Regions from separate parts of the Mus musculus genome. Here region 2 is linked to region 1. A link is a contact called in public promoter capture Hi-C data. All regions are on one chromosome and are shown on one strand. The core of a region is the stretch at or near the end of the contact, and the rest is flanking DNA. Distances in the headings are between cores, read along the strand shown.

Evidence for each region. Promoter capture Hi-C pulls out the DNA fragments that hold promoters and counts their contacts.
Region 2: a promoter capture Hi-C map of hippocampal neurons shows a contact between it and region 1, with 3 times the contacts expected there. The contact joins two enhancer-like sites. A contact is called at or near these places in 1 of 39 promoter capture datasets (hippocampal neurons) and 9 of 484 Hi-C or Micro-C datasets (3T3-L1-derived adipocytes, the AML12 cell line, adipose-derived mesenchymal stem cells and 4 more).

The regions. Positions count from the first base shown.
Region 1 is chr4:27,962,246-27,968,602 of GRCm38.p6, reverse strand. No RefSeq gene overlaps it. Among named protein-coding and RNA genes, the nearest start is that of n-TIaat2, 61 kb to the right of the region's middle. Within about 2 kb of position 3,387, at least 6 of the 459 cell types and tissues checked have an H3K27ac peak or open chromatin away from gene starts, as enhancers often do. A contact at or near this core is called in hippocampal neurons, where this site is marked.
Region 2 is chr4:28,452,990-28,459,346 of GRCm38.p6, reverse strand. No RefSeq gene overlaps it. Among named protein-coding and RNA genes, the nearest start is that of Gm25378, 91 kb to the right of the region's middle. Within about 2 kb of position 2,841, at least 2 of the 459 cell types and tissues checked have an H3K27ac peak or open chromatin away from gene starts, as enhancers often do. A contact at or near this core is called in hippocampal neurons, where this site is marked.

The DNA of each region.
Region 1 (6,357 bases), core at 2,138-4,637:
TGGGTGGCCAAGCAAGATATGGACGTGGCTGGAAGAAGCTTACTCCTTTCTCTCTCTTCTAAAAAAGCCATCAGTTAAGCAGACATTGCTCTCTGGTACCTCCAAGTCAAAGGGCGGTGGCATGGCATTTTCTTTGATTAAACATCGTAAGCATTTAATGACTCCTTAGTGTACTTGACATTTACACAGAATATGTTGATTATAACATCAGATGGATAATCTAAATACAACTGACAAAGACATCAAGAATAAAAAAAAAAAACAGAAGAAGAAAAAGACAGAACGAGAAAGACATTTTTTTAACAGTGGACATAAGGAAGGTCCCTTGCTATGAGAGGTCTTGTTCACGTTCAGCGTCGGAAACCTTTGCATTTATCCTGGCTGGTTTGATTTGTGATTTTAAAATTTACTCCAAGACTTTGTCACCTTCCTGGCGGGTCTACAAAATATCTGGTATACAGAAATCAAATAAGAATTTAGTAAACTATGTCATCTGAGTAACCAGGTCAACATTATCTTAGAATTCTAGCAAAATACCAAAGGTTCTGTTGCTTATGGCATCACTGTACAATGTGATGAGAAAGACCTCAGAGGGTGGACCAGTGATTAGAGTAACATGGAAAAATACATTCATAATGTTTGTGGACACTAGTCAGTATTTTATTTCTCTAATTTGAACAACCTAACACTTAAAGAAAACAGAGAAATACTAGTTCTTAAAGGCTTGAAAATAGTTTCAACAGACAAGCCTGGTTTTCATATGTAAAAATATTATTTTTTTAATTCTAACATGGCTCAGTGTGGTTATAGGTAGGTCCCAGTCACTATGGATGAGGAAAGTGTTGTCAGTTATTTCTTAAGATAGTATCAGTACTGTTCCATGTCTTCATAAAAATGCTGCTTCTACAAAGTCTTTTCCTTGAGGATGAAAATTACTAAGTTAAACTATTTCTTGTATTGTATAATAATATTCCGAATCACTTACACTCACGCACACACACACACACACACACAAATATTCACCACATTGAAATGCCTTTCTATACAAATAAAAATTGGATTACAGGCAAATGTAATTTCTCAAAATATTATTTGAAAGACAGTAGATTTTCTATAAGCATATATAAATAACAAAGTAAAAATAGTGATGTATAAAAAGATATAAATGATTTATAGCTTAATTTTTTTAAAAAATTCATACATCCACACAACTATATATTTAAAAATAATTTAAACCTTTATATGAAAAAGTTTATTTTAAAATCTCGTTTATGAAACCAGCCACTAATATGCCATATTAATTAATGTAAAGTAAAATCATACTAGGGAAGGTGAATATATTCACTATGATCTGAACATTTTCTGGTTGCATCCATGATCAATAGTGTAATGAAGAATTAAAATTATGATGTGAGGTTTTAAATATTAACAATTTTCCCTGATTACCAAAAAAATCCATTGAGTAGTATAACATGAATCTAACAATCTTTATTAAATGAGAAATTCCAAAAATTAAAAAGAAAGAAAAATATCCATGCATTATATATCATATTGTACATGAGAGAAATGTCCTGTGAAATGTGAGAAATTTTGTTATAAATTTAGTTAAACTTCAAAGTCTTACGCTAGAGCTAAAGACCATTATTAAATTTCACAGGAGGAAGTACAAAATCCACTTAGCCTGTTACTAATCTCTTAAAATTCTTCCAGTGAACACTGATAAAGATATAAGATCTAGGATTATCTGATATTCTTTCTTCTACACTTCTTATTTCTCACTATTGATTAAGCCCTGAAATGATTGAATTGCCCAGAAATACAACTCAAGTATTCATAAATGCTAAACAGCTTTGACAATGAAACGAAAATGACATTAAATCTTCACATTTTCTCAAATATTAAGAAAGTAAATAATTTCTTCAATAAAAAGAGTAATGCAGACTTGAGTAGAGCAAGAAGTGCGTTTGAAGCCTCGGTGTTTTGACAAGGGCAACAATAAACAGACTAGAAAGAAAAACTGAACCATTGCATACAATTTTCTGTACCTCATTAAAGTAGGTGGAATCATTAATTTGTTGACAATTTGTATGATAAATATGATAGAAGGGGTGTGTTGTTTACTTGTGTGTATACATTCTTTGTATTGCCATAATAACAGTTACAAGAACCCCAAGAACTTATCAACTAAATTGCACTTAAATCCAATTCACCCTCCTCTAAACAAATCAGTTAAATATCTTTTGACAGCAAAGGAAAACTCCTCCTTCTTAATAATTTACACTTTAACATAGCTCACTGCTTTCTGTTTGTCTCTTTGGACGATTGTGATTTCCTCAAAAATCTTTAATTTTCTTTTCAAGTGACTCTCATCCGCAAATGAATAGTTTTGAAGGAAATGAAATGAAATCAAATACAGAATTTTGGAATGAGCCAGCTTTATCTCCTTGTAATATACAAACATAACCATTGAGGCCCAACCTCAAATATCTGCACTAATGGTAAAAAAGAGGAGATATTCCTAACGCTTCCTAATAGTGAGGAAAACATTATAAATTGTTACCAAATAAATTTGTTACTTCCATGTATGTATTAGCATATGTATTTATATAATTAAACTGATATACTATAATTAATAATTAAATTGTAGAAAGCCTCCATTTGGTCTATAGCATATAATGTAATTAACTCATTCACATCAAACAGTTTGGAAGAAGGCTGTGAAAGGCAAGGGCTTCCTTGTAGACTCTACTTCTTTTGCTTTGATCTCACTAGATAACAAAATAGATTCTTTGGAGTCAGAATGTAAATCAGATCTCACAGGTGACTGATGCAGCTGACCGCGGGAATTTACAGAACCCAGCCATGAGGATTCCAGGTGTGTGCATGTGTGAAATGGTCTTAATGCTGCTGTGATTGACATTTCTGCGTCCCCTGCGAGGCACTAGAGTGGGTCAGGGATTCTGGCTGCCTGGTGCTTTGTTCCCTTAGACAACTATCTTTTGTTTCTGTTTTTGTCTTGTTTTGTTTTTTTTTCTATTTTGACTCTCTTACTGTACAGAATCACTCAGTTTCATTATTTCCTCTTTCAAGGATGGTGTAGTCTCCTCGTTTGTGAGGTTTGCAGTTTGGTATGTTTCTTAATTCCAGAGCAGCCTGGATCTGTTCTCTTTCCCCTTCTCATTAGAAGTGAGAAATAACTGTCTATTGTGGAAGCATACTCTTCAATAAATTGAAGTTTGTTTCACGGGTGGTCAGTGTCTTAGTGAATCTAGGAAATGTAAGAAATATGTAACACTTTGGGCTTGATTTCTTTGCAATACTTACTGTGGTACATTCGTATGCAAAGAAAGAAAGTCTATGTGGCTTGGTCTTGCACTCTTCTCTCCTGGCAGCACAGTGCCCCCTAAAGTTACTCTTGTAAAAGAATGCCACAAGTCCTCGCTGAGTTCTGTACTAAAATGACACTTCACTTTGATTTCACAAAATAAATACTGTCTACAAAAAGAAATCATCGGAGATGATATAAATATGTTTATTTCAACACTCATTTAATCACAAAATAAAAATGTTGCCTGAATTCAGTCCCTTGATTTTGAAAACAACAGTACCAAAATGAAATATGCTAAGGACTGATGGCTCAACGTAGTGCTAATTCTTATCAAAAATACTGCTTGCCAATAACGTTTGAGAGTGTTAAACTGTGGATGGAAGGAATATAGTTACAGGAAGTGAAAAGAATAATTTTCACAATGTAAGCTTACCTTTACTAAAATTTTCTGTGTATGGAATAATTAATTGAACAATCAAGGAATATGAAGACGATGTTGAAAGAATACATGCAAAGAAGAGTTTTGTCTTTATTTTAGATGTTCCGTTAAGTTTCATTTTTAAACTGTACTATATAAATAAAACATCACACTCGTGTTATGAAGGTGAGAACAAGCTGAATTTGCTGAGTCAAAATAAGCCAGATATGACAATTGTCTCTTTCCTATGAAGTGGTTTTTATTACAAAATTTTCTTTTTAAAGGAAATTGCTTTTTGATCTCTCATCTTTCAGAACAAACATTTAGCTTTATTCCAGCTCCTAAACATAATATAAAAATAGCAAGTTGTCTAAAAGGTGTTAGAAGATACACAGTTTAAATATACTTATTTTTCTTGCCTTTCAATTTCCTTGAAGACTGATTTTCTTACTCTTTATCACAGAGCCTTAGTTAAAATTTGATGCTGGATGTAAAAATGAGCCTTTGAAAATAAAATGCACTTAAAGACAGTTGGACCATGGCCCTGAGTGTGCTGCACTGGTTTAGGATTTGAGATAACTTGTTAAGGACAGTAAAATTCCCAAATGGCAAATTCAGTTGATGTTGACATGTCTCCTGACGCTTAGAAATTCACTTGATGAAATTTCCAGTAAGCTAAATTTACTAACTTAATTTCACAATTCATGGTTTTCACATGGTTGCAATATTTGATTGTGGTCAATACTTTAAAACAACGCATCACAAACCAGAAGAAATTATATACCAGACAGATGAAGAAGTATAATCAAGGCGGGAGCCAATTTTTCCATAATGCTTTATTTATTGATTGGCAAGAGAATACAAGTTGACAAGAGTAGGCAAGCAGTAACAGTAATACTGGGGATGGAGTCAATACATGGGCGACTGCTATAAGAAGCTCTACATTTTCAGATTGTACTTTATCTAGCATGCACTCTTTCAAAACCTAAAGTACATTAAAACACATTTATTTCCAAATAGTCTTCTTATTTGAGCCCATCCCTGAACTCAAATGCTCAAACTCCTTTTAGAGTTTTATAAGAGAATTATAAAATTCTTAATAGAGTGAGTAGTATCCCTGTGGTTCCCATATATGACCATGTTTAATTCTCTCAAAAGTTTGAAAATATGTGTTATTCTTTTTTAACTACAAATATATGCACCGAATTCCTGAAAACCTATTTCACATTGTCAGTCACAAGTGATGTATGTATGAACGAAAATCTACTTTGAAAGATAAAAATCTCTTCTCCTCATCTGAGAAGATCCTGACAGCAGGACTGTGAAGATCTGTTGTCATTCCAGTGGAGCAGGACATTTGTCCACATTTGCAGGTCACCAGGGTTGTCCTCAACCCACACATTCAGTTTGTTCTGGAAATCATTCATATTCATCATCTATCTGCCTATATAAGTATAATTTCTAAAAGGACTCCTATTTGTGTACAAGTAAGATAAATAGATGAACAGTAGAGGAAAACCAGAGGAATAGTACTTAGTTTTATAAATGGAACCCTGTATAAAAATGCATACAATTGTTCAAGGGGATGCAAATGCAAATACATTCTCAAACAGCTCACTTAAACAGGCATCTGTTTTCACACTCCTAAATATGCATGTATAATTTTCAGCACCAATATTTATTTTTTTATTTTACTCTTATGAAGTAGTTTTATTGCATTAAAAAAATTTTGAAAACCATGCGTTCCTATTCATTCACGTAAAAGGTCACCACAGTTGTAATAAGCTTCCTACCTTTAACAGGGTCACTGAGACCACTCACAAAAGTTATACTTTCTTCCTTGTGCCATCTGCTCACACTTAGTTTGAATTCTTGTGACATTCTCTAATGGTAACTATTGGCTGACAAAGCATGGTAACTTCCCACAGCCCTGCATTCGGCCCACACAAGACTCAGTGTCAGATGCTAGCCCACATTTTGCTTTCTCTGGTTTAACCCTTATCTTTGATCTCTGCATTGTGAACAATTGAGAATTTCTTTCATGTTCAAAATAATCCTACTCGGAGTGATTATAAATTAGCAATACTTTTACATATTCTTCAGTTTCTTTTTAATGAATATGTAAATATATGTATATATATTTCATTAAATACCGCCTGTTTCAAAGAGCGTATTTCCCTGGAGGTATAATAGAAATAAACTCGCCAACAGCAGATAAGATGTCAGGATGATTTTTAAGGACTGGGAAAAGCTACAAAGATGTTACTAGAAGTGCCTCAAGTTCTATCTTAAGAACTAATCTGGAGAGTACTATTAAATGTAAATTAAATAATTAAAATATTTGCATATGAAGCTCATAAATCTGTGGTACATTGTTATGACAAGTAGAGTCACAAGATCCCACAAACTAAATTAGTAATGCACTATTTTATCTTTTAGGAGAGGAAACATAAATATGCATTTTATATATGTATTTGCATATTTTATATTTTAATAACAAATGCTTTTCTTGTTTAGTAATTGAAAACTCTCTTTGTTAGAAAGTACTTAAAGATGCACACATAAGAGAGATAAAGAGAGGTAGATAGACACACAGAGAGAAAGAGAGAGG
Region 2 (6,357 bases), core at 1,592-4,091, 490 kb before region 1:
ATTTTCTGTATCCATTACTCTGTAGAGGGACATCTGGGTTCTTTCCAGCTTCTGGCTATTATAAATAAGGCTGCTATGAACATAGTGGAGCATGTGTCCTTCTTACCAGTTGGGACATCTGGGATATATGCCCAGGAGAGGTATTGCGGGTTCCTCCAGTACTATGTCCAACTTTCTGAGGAGCTGCCAGACTGCTTTCCAGAGTGGTTGTATCAGCTTGCAATCTCACCAGCAATGGAGGAGTGTTCCTCTTTCTCCACATCCTCGCCAGCATCTGCTGTCACCTGAATTTTTGATCTTAGCCATACTGACTGTTGTGAGGTGGAATTTTAGGGTTGTTTTGACTTGTATTTCCCTGATGATTAAGGATGTTGAACATTTTTTCAGGTGCTTCTCAGCCCTTCGGTAGTCCTCAGTTGAGAATTCTTTGTTTAGCTCTATACCACATTTTTTTTAATAGGGTGATTTGATTTTCTGGAGTCCAGCTTCTTGAGTTCTTTGTATATATTGGATATTTTGTATATATTGGATATTAATCCCCTATTGGATTTAGGATTGGTAAAGATACTTTCCAAATCTGTTGGCGGCCTTTTTATCTTGTTGACAGTGTCTTTTGCCTTACAGAAGCTTTGCAATTTTATTAAGTCCCATTTGTTGATTCTCGATCTTACAGCACATGCTCACAGTCATCTATTGGAAGGAACACAGGGCCCTCAGTGAAGGAGCTAGAGAAAGTACTGAAGAACCTAAAGGGATCTGCAACCCTATAGGAGGAACAACAATATGAACAGGGCAGGTGTTTTTGGTTTTTGGTTTCTTTCCTAAGAAATTGGGTTTGTCTTTATAGAAGATCAATGTATAATTTTATTTATAGAATTTTTCTCCCACGTATTTAACTAAAACAAACAAACAATAAAAAATGAAAATAGTGAAAACCAATATTACATTACTGAGATGGAGGTTATTTTAAAGATTAGTGTCTCTGTAATGGAGTTTTAAGAATAGAAATCTTTACAGAAACAAAGTTTGGAGCTGAGATGAAAGGATGGACCATGTAGAGACTGCCATATCCAGGGATCCACCCCATAATCAGCATCCAAACGCTGACACCATTGCATATACTAGCAAGATTTTATCGAAAGGACCCAGATGTAGCTGTCTCTTGTGAGACTATGCCGGGGCCTAGCAAACACAGAAGTGGATGCTCACAGTCAGCTAATGGATGGATCACAGGGCTCCCAATGGAGGAGCTAGAGAAAGTACCCAAGGAGCTAAAGGGATCTTCAACCCTATAGGTGGAACAACATTATGAACTAACCAGTACCCCTGAGCTCTTGACTCTAGCTGCATATGTATCAAAAGATGGCCTAGTCGGCCATCACTGGAAAGAGAGGCCCATTGGACACGCAGACTTTGTGTGCCCCGGTACAGGGGAACGCCAGGGCCAAAGTGGGGGAGTGGGTGGGTAGGGGAGTGGGGGTGGGTGGGTAAGGGGGACTTTTGGTATAGCATTGGAAATGTAAATGAGCTAAATACCTAATAAAAAATGAAAAAAAAAAAAAAGAATAGAAATCTTATATAGTTTGAAGTCAATTTTTATCTCTTTTGCATATTTATTAATCATATTTTTATGTACTTCTGAATTTGAAGGAGTCTTGGAGGATGATTGTTGTTATGGAGAACTCAGTCAGACAAGGACACACTTCCTGGACATTACATCTTTCCTAAGACAAATGATCACACACTTTGCTCCGTGGTGTGGTGTGGGAAATAGTGTCTTTAACATAATCATGGACAAACTGACTGTCTTATGGATAGTAGCAATGGTAACCCAGCGACTCGGATCATCGCTATGTGTGTTTATCTCTGTCCTAATCTCAGAATATGGGGAAATTGCTTTATTTTTCCATTTCCTAGATGGCATGAAGAGCCAATATATGTGTTAGCTGAAGCTGTAAGATGGTGGCAGTATATAGCACACCCAAATACATAAGACTTTGCAAAAACAAGTTTCTAGGACTTCCTTAAGTGAAGCTTTTGTGGGGACAGCTCCCCATAATGCAGAAAATGTCACCACACTTTTCATTGCTTTCCAAAAAGAAATGACCATAATAGTTTTAGGCTACAGAGTACATCAAATCTTGGTGAATGTTGTTTAAATATATTTTCTTGGTAATGCATAATGCTGTGGTTTTGAAGATGGCCCAAAGCCTAGGAATGTTCCTACAACCCAGCAGACACCATGATCCTAGAAGGGTCTATGGCAGTCAAAAATGCTTAGTAAGTGATTTGACATTTCCAAATTCAAATGGTAGCACAGATCTCCCAGAATCAGTAAAATTAATACCTGACTCTAACATCATCTGTGTTACATGAAAAAAGCAGTCCCTGTCAAGAGGTCAAGAGCTGGTCATTTCTGAGTGTTGGAACATGGTGTCTCAAGTGATTTTTTTTTTCACTCACACTGTTTAAAATGTAAATCTGGGGCTTGGACAGATGGCTCCGGAGTTAAGTACTCGGGTTCGATACCCAGCACCCACATGTTGACAATAAATGTCTGTAATTTCTGTGCCAGGGGATTTATGTCCTCTTCTGATCTCCACAGGTCCAGACACACACATGCTGAACAGACTTACAAGCAGGCAAATTGTACATGTAATAATGTTTTTAAAAAATAGGTATTAAAAATGGAAAACTAAGAAAGACTGAAGCAAAGCAGGAGTGGTTATGCTGAGACAATTATACATATTCTTCCAATTGCTATCTTTCATACTTATAGCTCCTAGCTACATTTGTCCAGTGATGTCACTCACACCACAAGGTGGCAGGAGATTTGTGATTATTAATTTCTGGCTCTGCTTTTCTCCTAAGCAGATACTCGGGCAACCTGATGTCATTCTTCAAGCTGCTGTCCCCCTTCCTCCCACAGCAGCAGCTCCTTGTTCCTTTAGGGTCCACGATCATCCTCACAGCCTTCAGTTTCAAGGCTTCACATAGGACTGTCAGCTGCTGTGAGGAAATGAATCTGTCTGTGCCTGTCTTACTGACACAGCTCATGAGATTCAGTGCAGCAGAGGGATGTGGCACATCCTCAGTGACTGCCACAAAACCGAATTCCATGCAAATTAATGGAACTGTCCTTAAGATGTGACTCAAAAATATAGTCCAGCACTTGTCAGCAAAACTTTCTGTCCCACATTCACCATAACCTTTAAACTAGTGATAGAATGTACGGATTTTGTGTTTAACCATTCATGATTCCTTAACAATGCATGTGCTTTTGCAAGTTCACATTTTCATGCTATTTCATAAGTACCCATGTCTTCCACAGTAACTGGTATTATCCCTAAGAAAGAGTAGCTATGCAGCTAGTTCAGAAATGGGCCTTTGAAATTCAGGCTGTGGATTAGAGCTCTGGTACTTCATAACTACTATAGAAAATCCTGTTTAATGTATGGAACAGTCTTTTTCAGGAAAGAGCACACCAGATAGTCAATACCAAATGGTCAACCCTGTAAGCACATATATCAGTACCATAATATGGATTTTGAAGGTTATTTTTGGAAATATATATATATTTATATACAAATATATGTGTAATAATAATTAATGAAAGAGGAACCCATGAATTTGAAAGAAGGTAGGGAAAGATATATGGGAGAGTTCCAAAAGAGAGGTGGTGCCAGAGAGTGGAGAATGATGTAATTATATTATAATCTCAAAATTTTTAAAAAAAGGAAAAACAATATTCAGTATCTATAAGATTGACCTCCTTGTTTTTATCAATCTATATGAATGATTTATTATCTGTGTGATTTATGCCAAGAAGTACTATAGATGCTAAGTAACATTTAGAGGCCAGGGAGAGGTGGAGAGAGAAGAGAAGAGAGGGAGGTCAAAGGGGGAAGGAAAAGATAAAGAAGAGAAGAGGAGAGGAGGGGAGGGGAGGAGAGGGGAGGGGAGGGGAGGGGAGGGGAGGGGAGGGGAGGGGAGGGGAGGGGAGGGGAGAGAGAAGAAGAGAATGAAAGGGAGGACGGGAAAAGGGTTGAAAAGGAAAGGAGTGGAAGTTGCTGTGTGGGAAGGGAATGTATATGTTCACATTTCTCTCTGTCTGTGTTTACATGGTGTTGAACAAGAAACCTAATCTAATGACTGGAGTACTTTAAATCACTATGGCTATTCAATTTGACTCATCCCGTTGTATGTGTACGTGTGTAAGTTGATATTGCTGTTTCTATCTACTGTATCACAAGCACATTCTTATAATTTGTTTTAGTTCATGAATGTTGGAGATAGGGGAGGTTCTAGAAGAATATTCAGAAATTGCCAACTCAAAATAGGGGATTCATCATTTTGTTGGAATTATCTAGAAATGCTTTTTGTACTTATTTTAAAAGTAAGCATAGAAGGTAAAGGGTTTCATTATGACATGTGCACATGCATATGTCATTGTATCTGAACTGTTTCATTTATTGAGAAGCAGGCTCCTTCTGGTCAGCCCTTTGTGTTACTTCACCTGGAATCCAGTCTATGATGCAGGATAACTTTGCAGTAACATTACCACCTGCTTTTTATTATTATTTTATCACAATTCCTGGCATATAGGACACACTAGATAGACTCTGATCATAGTTGCTGTCATCGATGTCCTTATTATATAATTATAACCACTGTCATTTGCATAGCCTATTTAGAAATAATGCAGAATGGCCATCTTTCCCTTGAACTAGTATAAGTTTTGAAGCATAAGTAAGTCTTATGATAGGACTGTTACATATAATAATAAGGTACTTTAAAAAATTAAATTATCTATTATCAGTATCAGCATAGTAGGACAGAGTCAATAAGGTCCTTCCGCTACACAGAATTAAACTTTATTTGTGAAATGCTGTTTTTTTTGTTTTTTGTTTTTTGTTTTTTGTTTTTTGTTTTTTGTTTTTTGTTTTTTGTTTTTTGTTTTTTGTTTTTTTTTTTTTTTTTTTTTTTTTTTTTTTTTTTTTTTTTACTGAGAGTGGGGAAATGGATATATGAAATCATTTGTTTGAGGTCATAATGAATCTAAATATAGATGTGGAAACCTTAAAAAACGTTAAATAATCCAAAGAATTAAGCATAATATTATTTAAAATGGTAAAAACCTGTCTTGAAATGTCAATATAAACTGACTATGACTATTTTTAGACATAGAAATTGAATTTTGAAAGAAATAACTAAGTAATTTAACAGGAAAGAAATGTCAGTTCAAACTGAAATGCAACTCAGTTTCTCCTAAACATTTGTAAAGGAGCCATACGGGGAAAAACAACAACTTTCTCTAGTGGCATAAATTGAAAGTTCCTCCAGAATAAATCTGCTTCCTGTGAAGCATGTAAGGACAGATCGTGATGGGCAGGGAACAGGAAACACGTTAGATGCAATTTTTAAGTGGGTAAAATTAAATCAAGAGAGTGTGTGTTTACTAGAACATAAATAACAATGCTAACATCAAAACTACATTTTCTTAAATTAAAGAGTGCCCCTTCAATTATCCTACCAGCAGTATCTATAAAACCAACTCCATGTTTTAAAATTCTATAAAGGAAACCATAAGGACTCACTTCTGTCCTGGACTAACAGCCAGTGTTAGAGGTGGAATTTCTTCTCCTGCTCTTCAGTATCTACCTCAACATGTACAATACAGTAGTGACCTTTACAGACTGCACTTAAAGCAACGTGGCTTAAAAGGTGTGCAAAGAAAATATATGCTTCTTTCTGTCTTTAAAATAACCAATATAATGTTATATTTTTGGAACTGAAGATGAAATTATTGAATAGACTAGTATGGACTTTTAATATCTTGTATTTCACAAAATGTGTCAAGTTTAATAAAACAGAACTGTGAAATATCTAAAAATAAATTGTAGTTTGGTTTGCTTTGAGTTTATTTTATTTTTATGTAGAGCTCATGAAAATGATGCTGTTTCTTGCAAGACAAGATGCAGACTAAATTCTTATCAACATGCACATTAGTGGTGCTGGGTAGTACCACTTCCTGCACTGGGGGCAGAGGTTACTTCCCACAACATCCTCTTGTCTTTTCCCTGTTGTAAATGCTGAATGATAATTCACCGTGAATATATATTGAGTTTTGCTCTTCATCTGTCTAATGATGGACATTTAGTTGCTTATACATTCTTGTTCTTGTGAATGATGCTGCTCTAAGCATTATATATCAAGTCTTCAGTGTCTCAACTTCAATTCCTTTAGAGATTTATCATAGTGGGATTTTTGAATCATGTGGTTGTGGGATTTTTACTTCTTTGTTCCTTCAAAACATTTCATAGTTTACCATAGTGGACACAGTAATAATATTCCAAC